Linked DNA regions of Zea mays: all the other regions are linked to region 1. A link is a contact called in public Hi-C data. All regions are on one chromosome and are shown on one strand. The core of a region is the stretch at or near the end of the contact, and the rest is flanking DNA. Distances in the headings are between cores, read along the strand shown. Region 1 holds the start of LOC100191804. Region 2 holds the start of LOC103643118 (zinc transporter 2). Region 3 holds the start of LOC100274688.

Region 1 (3,258 bases), core at 397-2,896:
CCTATCCCATACCCAGCCCTATTCGGGTTTTAGGTCTCCAATGGGTCCACATCTCCAATTAAGGGATAACTAGGTATTAACAGCTAGCACAAACTATCTAGATTTCAGACATCACCACATGTCAAGTACTCATCCATGAACCATGATCCATTCAACCATCTATTAGAAAAGAAATCAGTACTTCGGGACCAATAGAAGAAATGAAGAAATGGAGTCGGTTGGCTGGCTGGCAGGGTGTAGCGTATGGCTGATTATTTTAGTGTTTTGTTTTTTTCTAGTCTACTAGTTGTCTGGCCGTGTTGCCTTGTTGGGATAGGACCTAGACCTGGTGTGCTGCCGTGCTGGGCTTGGTGGCCGACTCAGACTCAACTCATTCATACAAACAGGACAGGTGTACACGTATGAAATATCCATGGGTAATCAGGTTTGGATTATTGCTTCCCAAACTCATACCCGTTTACTCAATGAGTGGAGACTTTATCCCATATCCATACCATGGGGACAATTTTTGTTTTATACCCGTACCCTAATAGAGTAATTTCCCACGACTTAGTGGGTATTGGGTACCATCAACATCTCTACTCACATGCTTTATTTTGGATTCCAGAAAAGCGACCGATGAAACAAAGTTGACAAAAAAAAAAGAGGGCATCAATGGTCGGCCGGCCATCTACTTCTCTTTTTTTTTATTCTTTTTTACTTTCTTCACCTCCAAATTTACTCGTATTCCCTATTAAAGCAAAGCAAGAGAGCTGCTAGATACGGTGAGGAGAGGGTTGCCCAATCAATCACGAGGCCGGGTTCCAATAGTGGTTGGTTACAAGTCCTAGATAGTCGACGTTGAATCGCTTCAACTGGACTTGTGTATATACAGCATACATCGGAAGATCCGCGGCTAATTTCTCAGGTCTCAATCAAGCGATAGGAGCGTGGTTTCGCGTCGAGTGCTCACTCATCTCAAGCGTCACCGTCGACCGTGGAGCACCAAATCAACCCGTGAGACGGGGCAGATTAGATTCTTCCCATCCAAGGGGCGGTCGCAATGATGACAGATGATAAAGGCGAGGTTCGCGTCGTCAGTATTAACGATAAAAAAAACACCGGCGCATCAGAATGTCCAAAGTAAAACTACTACTCCTTTTTTCATTATTTATCTTCCTAAGACTGCCCCGGTTGGACCGAACCAAACCAAACCACCACCTCGTATCGTCTGTGCCCACCGTGCTAGAATAATAGTATCGCACTGCACGATGACTATTTCCTTTTACTTTAAGTTACAAAACCATTGGATTTCTTACATTACAAATTAATTTAGTTCTAAATAAAAATAAATCATTTTTGATTTATGATTTATTCGATTAGAGATGGTGTAATTAATTTAGTTCTAAATAAAAATAAATCATTTTTGATTTAGGATTTATTCGATTAGAGATGGATGAAATGAGATAGAAGTGGATTAAATCTTCTTCTATTTAAAATAGAAGGAGATTTAACCTCCTCATATCCCACCCTGTTCGAAGGAGCCCAAGCCCAAGGGGCGCACGCGCACGTGGGTTGAGACGAGTGATCACTGGCCACATCCGGACCCAAAAATATCACGGGGTCGGGGGAGGATAAACATGAGCCGAACCCAACCGGGAGAAGCAGAGGGAGAGCAGTCACCAAACCAAAACCGCTCTCGAGTCTCCATCCATTCTCTCCGCTCATCCGCAGCTCTCGAGTCTCCAGCTCTAGCTAGCCTTAGCCTCGTCCAAGGGACGAAGGGGCCACCATGAGCGTGGTGATCCTGGACGGCTCCACGGTGCGCGGCTTCGTGGCGGACGAGGCGGCCTTCGCGCGCAGCCTGGACGCGCGGTTCGCCGCGCTGGACGCCAACGGCGACGGCGTGCTGTCCCGCGCCGAGCTCCGGCGCGCGCTCGAGTCCTTCCGCCTCCTCGACGGCGGCGGCTTCGGGTCCGCCCAGCCGGCGCCGCTCCCCGCCGAGGTCGCCGCGCTCTACGACGCCGTCTTCGAGCAGTTCGACGCCGACCACAGCGGCGCCGTCGACCGCGCCGAGTTCCACGACGAGATGCGCCGCATCATGCTCGCCGTCGCCGACGGGCTCGGCTCCCAGCCGCTCCAGGTCGCCGTGGACGACGAGGGCGGGAGCTTCCTGCTCGAGGCAGCCGAGCACGAGGCCGCTGGGATCGCCGCCAAGATCGAAGCCAACCGCAAGGCGGAGGCGGAGGCGGAGGCGGCCAAGTGACGACGTGTCCCTCGTGCGGGCCCTGCGCTTGATTTTCTGGGTGTTTGCTACTACGTACTAGTACTACTTACCTGGCGGCCGATGTGCCGCCGCACGTGTACGGTATACTACGTAACTAGAAGCGGCCAGCACCAGCTACTCAAATCACTGCTGATGCTACTTGTGAACGGAATAAAACCTGTCAATCATTTTAGTGGTCTTGCTTGCATAAAACACTTCTTTGTCGTCAAATCTTCGGTCCACTTTCTTGTAGCCCTAACAGCACTTGTTAGTGAGGAGATTTTTGTCATTGTGAAAGACGACACGCTGCTGCTGAGGACTTGTTCGATTGGTTATTTGTTCTCAATCCATGTGGATTGACATGGATTGAGTGAGATTATGGATATGGATTGAGTGAGATTATGGATTGAGTGAGATTGGATAAATTTAAATCTTAAGTAAATTAATTTTTTTTAATTTTTTTCTAATTTTATCTAATCTATATATAATGAGAATAACCGAACAAGGTCTTCTTTTCAATTCTATTTAATATATGTATAATGGAAATAATCGAACAATGCCTGAAATGAAAAACCTTCCCAAATAGAAAACCTTCACCCGTCTTTGTCATTTACCGTTATTACTGTTATAAATTTAGAGAATGCTTTCAATATATTTATATATATTAAATATCTTAATTCTGAATAAAACAAGCATATAACTCAGATAAATGTCATATGTAATTATAGCAGCAATGGACAGTAGCAATTTTAGGACATGTAAACATATAAAATAGCTACTCAGGTCCATTTCAAAATTAAACATGGCTTGCAGATGAAAAAGACAGATTTATTGTTTATCTTTTTATATTGCTTCAAAATAGCGGGTTGCTGCACTAGACAACCCTCCAACGTTAAAGGGTGATCAAAAATCATCGACTAATGTGACAGTCATATCTTACCAAATCAGGGTTTTAGATCAAATATAATAAGCCTAATAATCAAGTATAAATACTAATAGTAAGGAGTTGTAAA
Region 2 (2,924 bases), core at 131-2,630, 170 kb before region 1:
TATAGTACATTCACATTACATGGAAAAATTATGTACATCCTGGATGCAAATATCCTCTTTTACGACATCTCACATCCACCACATGGAGGCACACAAAAACATATCAAAATTTACAACTTAACTCTTTAATAATTTGTTTTTTCTATTTATATGGACCACTAAATAGTGAATGTGAATGACTGTAAAAGAGATTCTTTGCACCCTGGGTGCAAAGTTTTTTTTTTCCATCACATGTGTGTTTGGTCACTTACGGGTGGGCGTGGATCTGATGCTCAAAGTGGCAATATATTACTCCGTAGAGTCTACCGGCCATTTGTATCACTGCTTACCGGTTTGTTTGAGTGAGGCACAAAACAAGTCAAAAGTTTTGGTGTACTTTTAATTTTCTACACCAGGTTGATGCAAGTTAGGAGGCGAGAAAGGGACGTGTACCGTAGCACGGTCCCATTTTTCGTAATTCGCTGTCTTCCATGGACAACTTCGCTAAGCACCGGAAAGTCTACCCAGTGTGGCAATGTTATCTAATGCCTTGTTCAGTTATTCCCAACGTATATAGATTGGATAAAATTGAAAAAATTTAAGAAGAAGATTGACTTATTTGAGATTCAATCTCATCCAATCCCACTCAACCCACATGGATTGAGAGCTAAACGAACAAGCCCTAAATTGGCAATTTTATTTTATGGCATCCTTCCAAGTGAGAAGACGAGGGCCCAACGAGTAGAGATGGATCAAGATATTTATTCGGATATTAAATGTTTAATGTAATTATGAATAAATATGATAAAAAAATCTATATGTAAATCTATATTTTTGTTTTAAACATTGAGTTCGTTAATAAAAAGCAAACCTTACATTTGTCCTATATTCTCTTGAGTGATATATATAAAATTTAGATACGGATTTGAATTCAAATAATTTTTTTACTCTTTTCATGTAAGGAGCAAATAATATAAAAATTTCGCAAAAATATATTCTTATTTTTTTCATAATATACTTAACAACATAACTAAAAAATTAACATCAAATTTAATGTATATCTATTAAAAATATTAAATTTGTCCTCGTGTATTTCTACCTCTAGAAACAAAGAAGAGGGAAGGGAGGTGCAATGGGACTTTCCAAATCCTGTCACTATCTGCACGACACAACGAAACTGGCGCGGCCTTGTCTGGCTGGTACAATTGTACTACCAGCTATCGCACGTTCACCTGCTTCCTGTACCGCGTCGTTGCTTCTGTAGCTGCCCACAACAGCCTACCCTACCTTGTCAGTGTCCAACGATGCAAACGATCGAGTAAAAAAAAAACCCCAACTCCGAGGATCCGTCCCGGCTCCTGCTGTAGTACTACAAACTACAAAGCCCTCCGGCCCCACACGCCAGCCATCTCCAAGCCCTCCGGCCCCCCGCCTCGCCTCGCATCGTACCGAGAATAAACCCAAATCCGCCCCGCGTCCGGCGTCCGCCTACCATTTCCCGGGTCACGAGTCCACGGCCTCCTCGCTCGCGGTCCCGCGCCATGGCCCGCGCCACCAACGCCCAGCACCACCACCGCCTCCGCCTCCTCCTCTGCCTCTCCCTCGCGGCCGCCGCGTGGGCGCACGGCGGAGGCGGGGACTCCGACGCCGACGCCGACGCCGACGCGGATGGGGGCGCCGCCGCCAGGCCGGACCTGCGCGCGCGGAGCCTGGTGGAGGCCAAGCTGTGGTGCCTGGCGGTGGTGTTCGTCGGCACGCTGCTGGGCGGGGTGTCCCCCTACTTCATGCGCTGGAACGAGGCGTTCCTCGCGCTGGGCACGCAGTTCGCGGGCGGCGTCTTCCTCGGCACGGCGCTCATGCACTTCCTCAGCGACGCAAACGAGACGTTTGGGGACCTGCTCCCCGACAGCGGGTACCCCTGGGCGTTCATGCTCGCCTGCGCCGGTTACGTCGTCACCATGCTCGCCGACGTCGCCATCTCCTACGTCGTCTCACGGTCACAGGGGCGCAGCACCGGCACCGCCGCTACCGGCGGTTCTGATGCAGGTCAGTAACAAGAGTCACGTGTCAGTACCGACTCCCGTTCGTTCTGTTCTGGCTTGTAACAGTTGGGGTTGGGCAGTTGGGCTGGGCGGTGTACTGATTACTGTGAATGCCGCCACAACGACTGGGGGATCCGGGGTTGGGTTGAATGCGCACACCACTTTTTCCTGTCGCCGGGTGGGTGCAACTAGCACGGGCTGCAAATTCAGATTGGTGGAGGTCTGTGTTAGTGTGTTCTTGCCTCTTGGGATAGATTTACTCTTTTCGTCGCGAACTACTAATCCTATATTGCTGTAGTAGTACACCACTGCCTAAGGTAAACCAACTGTTGCCAATGCTTTTGGTCTGGTTGCACGTTGCATTATCACGTACAAGGCGACTGAAAGTTCGGGTTCATTGCAGTTTGCAGTAATCCTGTTCTTGAGAGTTTTATTTTCCTTCAGCCAATCAACATGTAGCGAGATTGATTAATGGATCATTTAGTTAGAGTAGTGGATCGAAACCAAAAAAAAAAACTTTACGTGGAATCAGTCTTAATGGATCATTTAGTTAGAGTTTTATTTGTGACAAACTGGCAGTTCTGCGTGTAATCAGTCTATATGCTCAACTCTGAATAGTCAGTCATCAGGGGAAGTCTGTCTGTCCCTCTCTACAGCACTGTATTTCCATTGTCATATTTTCTCTGTATTAAAGCTTTAGGAAGCCTATTATACTTGTACGATTCATTTTCTCCTTTTGACACTTTCAATAGGGCTGGAGGAGGGCAAGATGAGAACCGCAAATGGCACGAGGTCTGAGCCCACACCAGCTGTAAGTTACTACAACCTGCTTCAGCTTCTGAATTCATTATTTGATCATGGCAATACCTGCTCTTGCAACAACCATATAGTACAGTCCACTCC
Region 3 (3,349 bases), core at 564-3,063, 170 kb after region 1:
GGACCCCTAGGCGCATGGAGGAGGACATCAAGCATTCCTACAACATCTCTAAGCACCAAGACACCGATTCCGCGCATTTGTTTCATTGTGTTAGCATATAGAGCTCTAGTGGAGTTGTGAACTCATTGAGTTGTGTTGCGAGCTCTTGTTGCGACGTGTGTGCGTGTTGACACTCTGATTCTTGTGTCTTGTGTGCTTTGCTAATCCCTTCCTTGCTCTGTGCTTCTTTGTGAATTTCAAGTGTAAGGGCGAGAGGCTCCAAATTGTGGAGATTCCTCGCAAACGGGATTGAGAAAAAGCAAGCAAATAACCGTGGTATTCAAGTGGGTCTTTGGACCGCTTGAGAGGGGTTGATTGCAACCCTCGTCCGTTGGGACGCCACAACGTGGAGTAGGCAAGCGTTGGTCTTGGCCGAACCACGGGATAACCACCGTGCCATCTCTGTGATTGATTTCTTGTGGTTACTGTGTTTTGACTCCTCTCTAGCCACTTGGCAATTATTGTGCTAACAATTAACCAAGTTTTGTGGCTTAAGTTTTTCAAGTTTCGCAGGATCACCTATTCACCCCCCCTCTAGGTGCTCTCAGGGCCGCAGAGAACAAGACCGGTGTCCCATCTGGCTAGCTCCGCCAGATAGGCAATGATGGCGCCCCGCATGCTCTGTGACGACGGCGACTCTCAGCTCTCTTACGGAAGCACGAGGACGTCAGCAAGGACTCAACCGCTCCGACAGCTGTCCCTCCGCCAGGCTCCGTCGCTCCTCCGACGGCCACGACATCACACCAGCTGGGTGCCAAAATCTCTCCGGCTACCACATCGGCATGTACTTAGGGCGCTAGCTCTCCCCCACTAGACACGTAGCACTCTGCTACACCCCCATTGTACACCTGGATCCTCTCCTTACGCCTATAAAAGGAAGGACCAGGGCCCTCTTAGAGAGGGTTGGCCACGCGGGGACGAGGACGGGACAAACGCTCTCCTGGGGCCGCTCGCTTCCCTCTCCCGCGTGGACGCTTGTAACCCCCTACTGCAAGCGCACCCGACCTGGGCGCGGGATGAACACGAAGGCCGCGGGATTTCCACCTCTCTCACGCCCATCTCCGGCCACCTCACTTCCCCCCTTCGCGCTCGGCCTCGCGTCGACCCATCTGGGCTGGGTCACGCGGCGACATTCACTCGTCGGCTTAGGGACCCCCGGTCTCGAAACGCCGACAGTAATCTTTTTCAAAGTATAGTTTTAGAATTAATCCATTCATTTTTTTCCTTTTGCAACTCATAAATAGCCTCATGAAGCATAATTATACCTACAAGAATATTATGACCAGGCAAGAAAACGGTCTAAGAGATATTAATAAGCTTATCTGCTACCATCTCTATTATGTTCTTTAGGGCTTTAGTATCAATCTTAAAACTAACATTAAAGTAAGTAAATAGGTCGATACTCTTGTATTTTTTTAGGCATTACCTTTCTTAGGTAGAAGATTAATAACTCCAAAATTAGGCTATAAATTGGTTACGTATCATTGTGAAAATCCACGAACAAGGCAAGGCTAGTAAATCATCCTTTATTCTTCCTAAGAAAAACTTATAGGATTCTACCGTAAAACCATTCGAACGAGGAGCTTTATTACGTTCCATCCGCAAAACTGCCTTGCGGATTTCAGACATGTTTGGTTTGTGGCTAACTATGCCATACTTTGCCTAAGGTTAGTCATTTGAATTGAAGAACTAACCTTAGGCACAAAAGTGTGGCAAAATGTGGCAAATTAGTCAACGAACCAAACAAGCCTTTCATCCACAGAGAATGGTGCCGTGAAAATTGTGTTTTCGGTATTTGAAACCTAGGGGATATCATGACTATCGCAACCGGCCAACAGGAAATTTCAGCCGGGCATCCCCAATTCATCTTCCCCACGCCGCGTCCGCGTCCGGACCGGACACCGGCGGCACCTCCTCCTGCCTCCACTTCACCAGTTCATCGGGCGCCGGAAGTGGGAGCCATCCGCCGCCGCCACATATCTGTCCTCTTCGGCGCTGACTGGGGCTCAGCCGCTCGAAGCTCCATCCCGCCTCCCGTCTTCGCCGCCGCTCGGTAAGCCGGTAAAGGGTTCATCCTGTTCTAAACAACTTGGGAGCTGTTTGGTTGGGCTTTTTTTGGTCCGTGATCCATCGCGGTGGGAGTCGGCTCCTTCCCATTCCATCTCATTACCGCTCGGTTTACGGCGCAGTCAGATCCCTCGACGCGACGGTCGTGTCTTGACTCTCCACCACGCGACTCCACCCAGCTCTTCTCCACGCGACTGCAGAGCGACGATCGGAGGCGCCGCCATCGCACAATCCACCGTCGCTGCCTGCTCCTGGTGTGTCCTCTCTCCTCTCTCCTCTCCCTCTCCATCTCCGTCTCAAATCTTTTACCCAAACCCTAACCCCGACTGCTATCTATTCTTGTAAGTGATACTCTCACAAGATCCGCTGCTACATCCATTTCTTCTTCTTCCACGTTGCTGGGAGGAGACGGGCGCAAGGATTTGTGCGAGGGAGAAAGAAAGGGAAGGAAAGGGGATAGGACGGGAGGAGGAGCACGACTGCTTACCACTTATTCTTCCCAGCCCGGTACCGTAGATTTCTCTTGTTCTGTGTAGTGTGCTTTCTAATTTGTCGTATATATATAAATATGTGGAAATATATTATAAATAATTTCCTTTGAATTTGACTTGTACAAGTTTCTATAATTTTTACATGTAATGCATCAGTTATATGTTTTCCATATCTGCATGTGCACAGGAGTAGCGCCATTTGCCAACAGCAACAATACGCGCTTGTAGCAATTTCGGTCGGTAGTGAACGCAATAAACAAACACCGTTAGGGGATCTAATGGCGCTGTTCAAATAAAACAAACAAATCCAGGTAATCATTACACTGTAAACCGATAGCACCTGCAGCCCATTCCATTACCATTCCTATTAACTAGAGTGAACCAAACACTACCTTGATGTATTCATCTTGATGTATTCATGGGCATGGTAACAAAATTTCAGAACCTACAAGTCTGTCTATAAGCGTCTACAGTTCATTACGACCTGACTCGGCCACCGCTCGTATCTCCATCTCAGGATGTATGATGGGCATTTTATCAATAATGTTCCAGTAGCGTCTTTCAAAAAGAGAAAAAAAACGAGGCTCAATTTGCAGACAGAAGAACAGAGCTTCCATAAAACAAGATGTTGATAAATGGGCTAGCTCTTGTCAAAAACACTACCAGTGATGAATAAACAGGCTGCGAAGCTCCTCCGTTCTTTTTTATTTATCACGGTTTAGTTAAAAATGAACTACCGACAACAAATATTT

Evidence for each region. A called contact is a pair of places that touch in the nucleus more often than the background predicts.
Region 2: a Hi-C map of leaf shows a contact between it and region 1, with 7 times the contacts expected there. The contact joins the promoter of LOC103643118 here to the promoter of LOC100191804 in region 1. A contact is called at or near these places in 4 of 25 Hi-C or Micro-C datasets (bundle sheath, ear, leaf and 1 more).
Region 3: a Hi-C map of leaf shows a contact between it and region 1, with 5 times the contacts expected there. The contact joins the promoter of LOC100274688 here to the promoter of LOC100191804 in region 1. A contact is called at or near these places in 3 of 25 Hi-C or Micro-C datasets (ear and leaf).

The regions. Positions count from the first base shown.
Region 1 is chr1:72,341,899-72,345,156 of Zm-B73-REFERENCE-NAM-5.0, reverse strand. It overlaps LOC100191804, which reads left to right and starts at 1,646. Exons shown (of 1, transcript NM_001137229.2): 1 at 1,646-2,473. The coding sequence starts at 1,772. The coding sequence ends at 2,245.
Region 2 is chr1:72,507,835-72,510,758 of Zm-B73-REFERENCE-NAM-5.0, reverse strand. LOC103643118 (zinc transporter 2) reads left to right here and starts at 1,380. Exons shown (of 4, transcript XM_020546406.3): 1 at 1,380-2,025; 2 at 2,774-2,832. The coding sequence starts at 1,521.
Region 3 is chr1:72,170,583-72,173,931 of Zm-B73-REFERENCE-NAM-5.0, reverse strand. LOC100274688 reads left to right here and starts at 1,813. Exons shown (of 21, transcript NM_001360644.1): 1 at 1,813-2,092; 2 at 2,229-2,360; 3 at 2,453-2,613.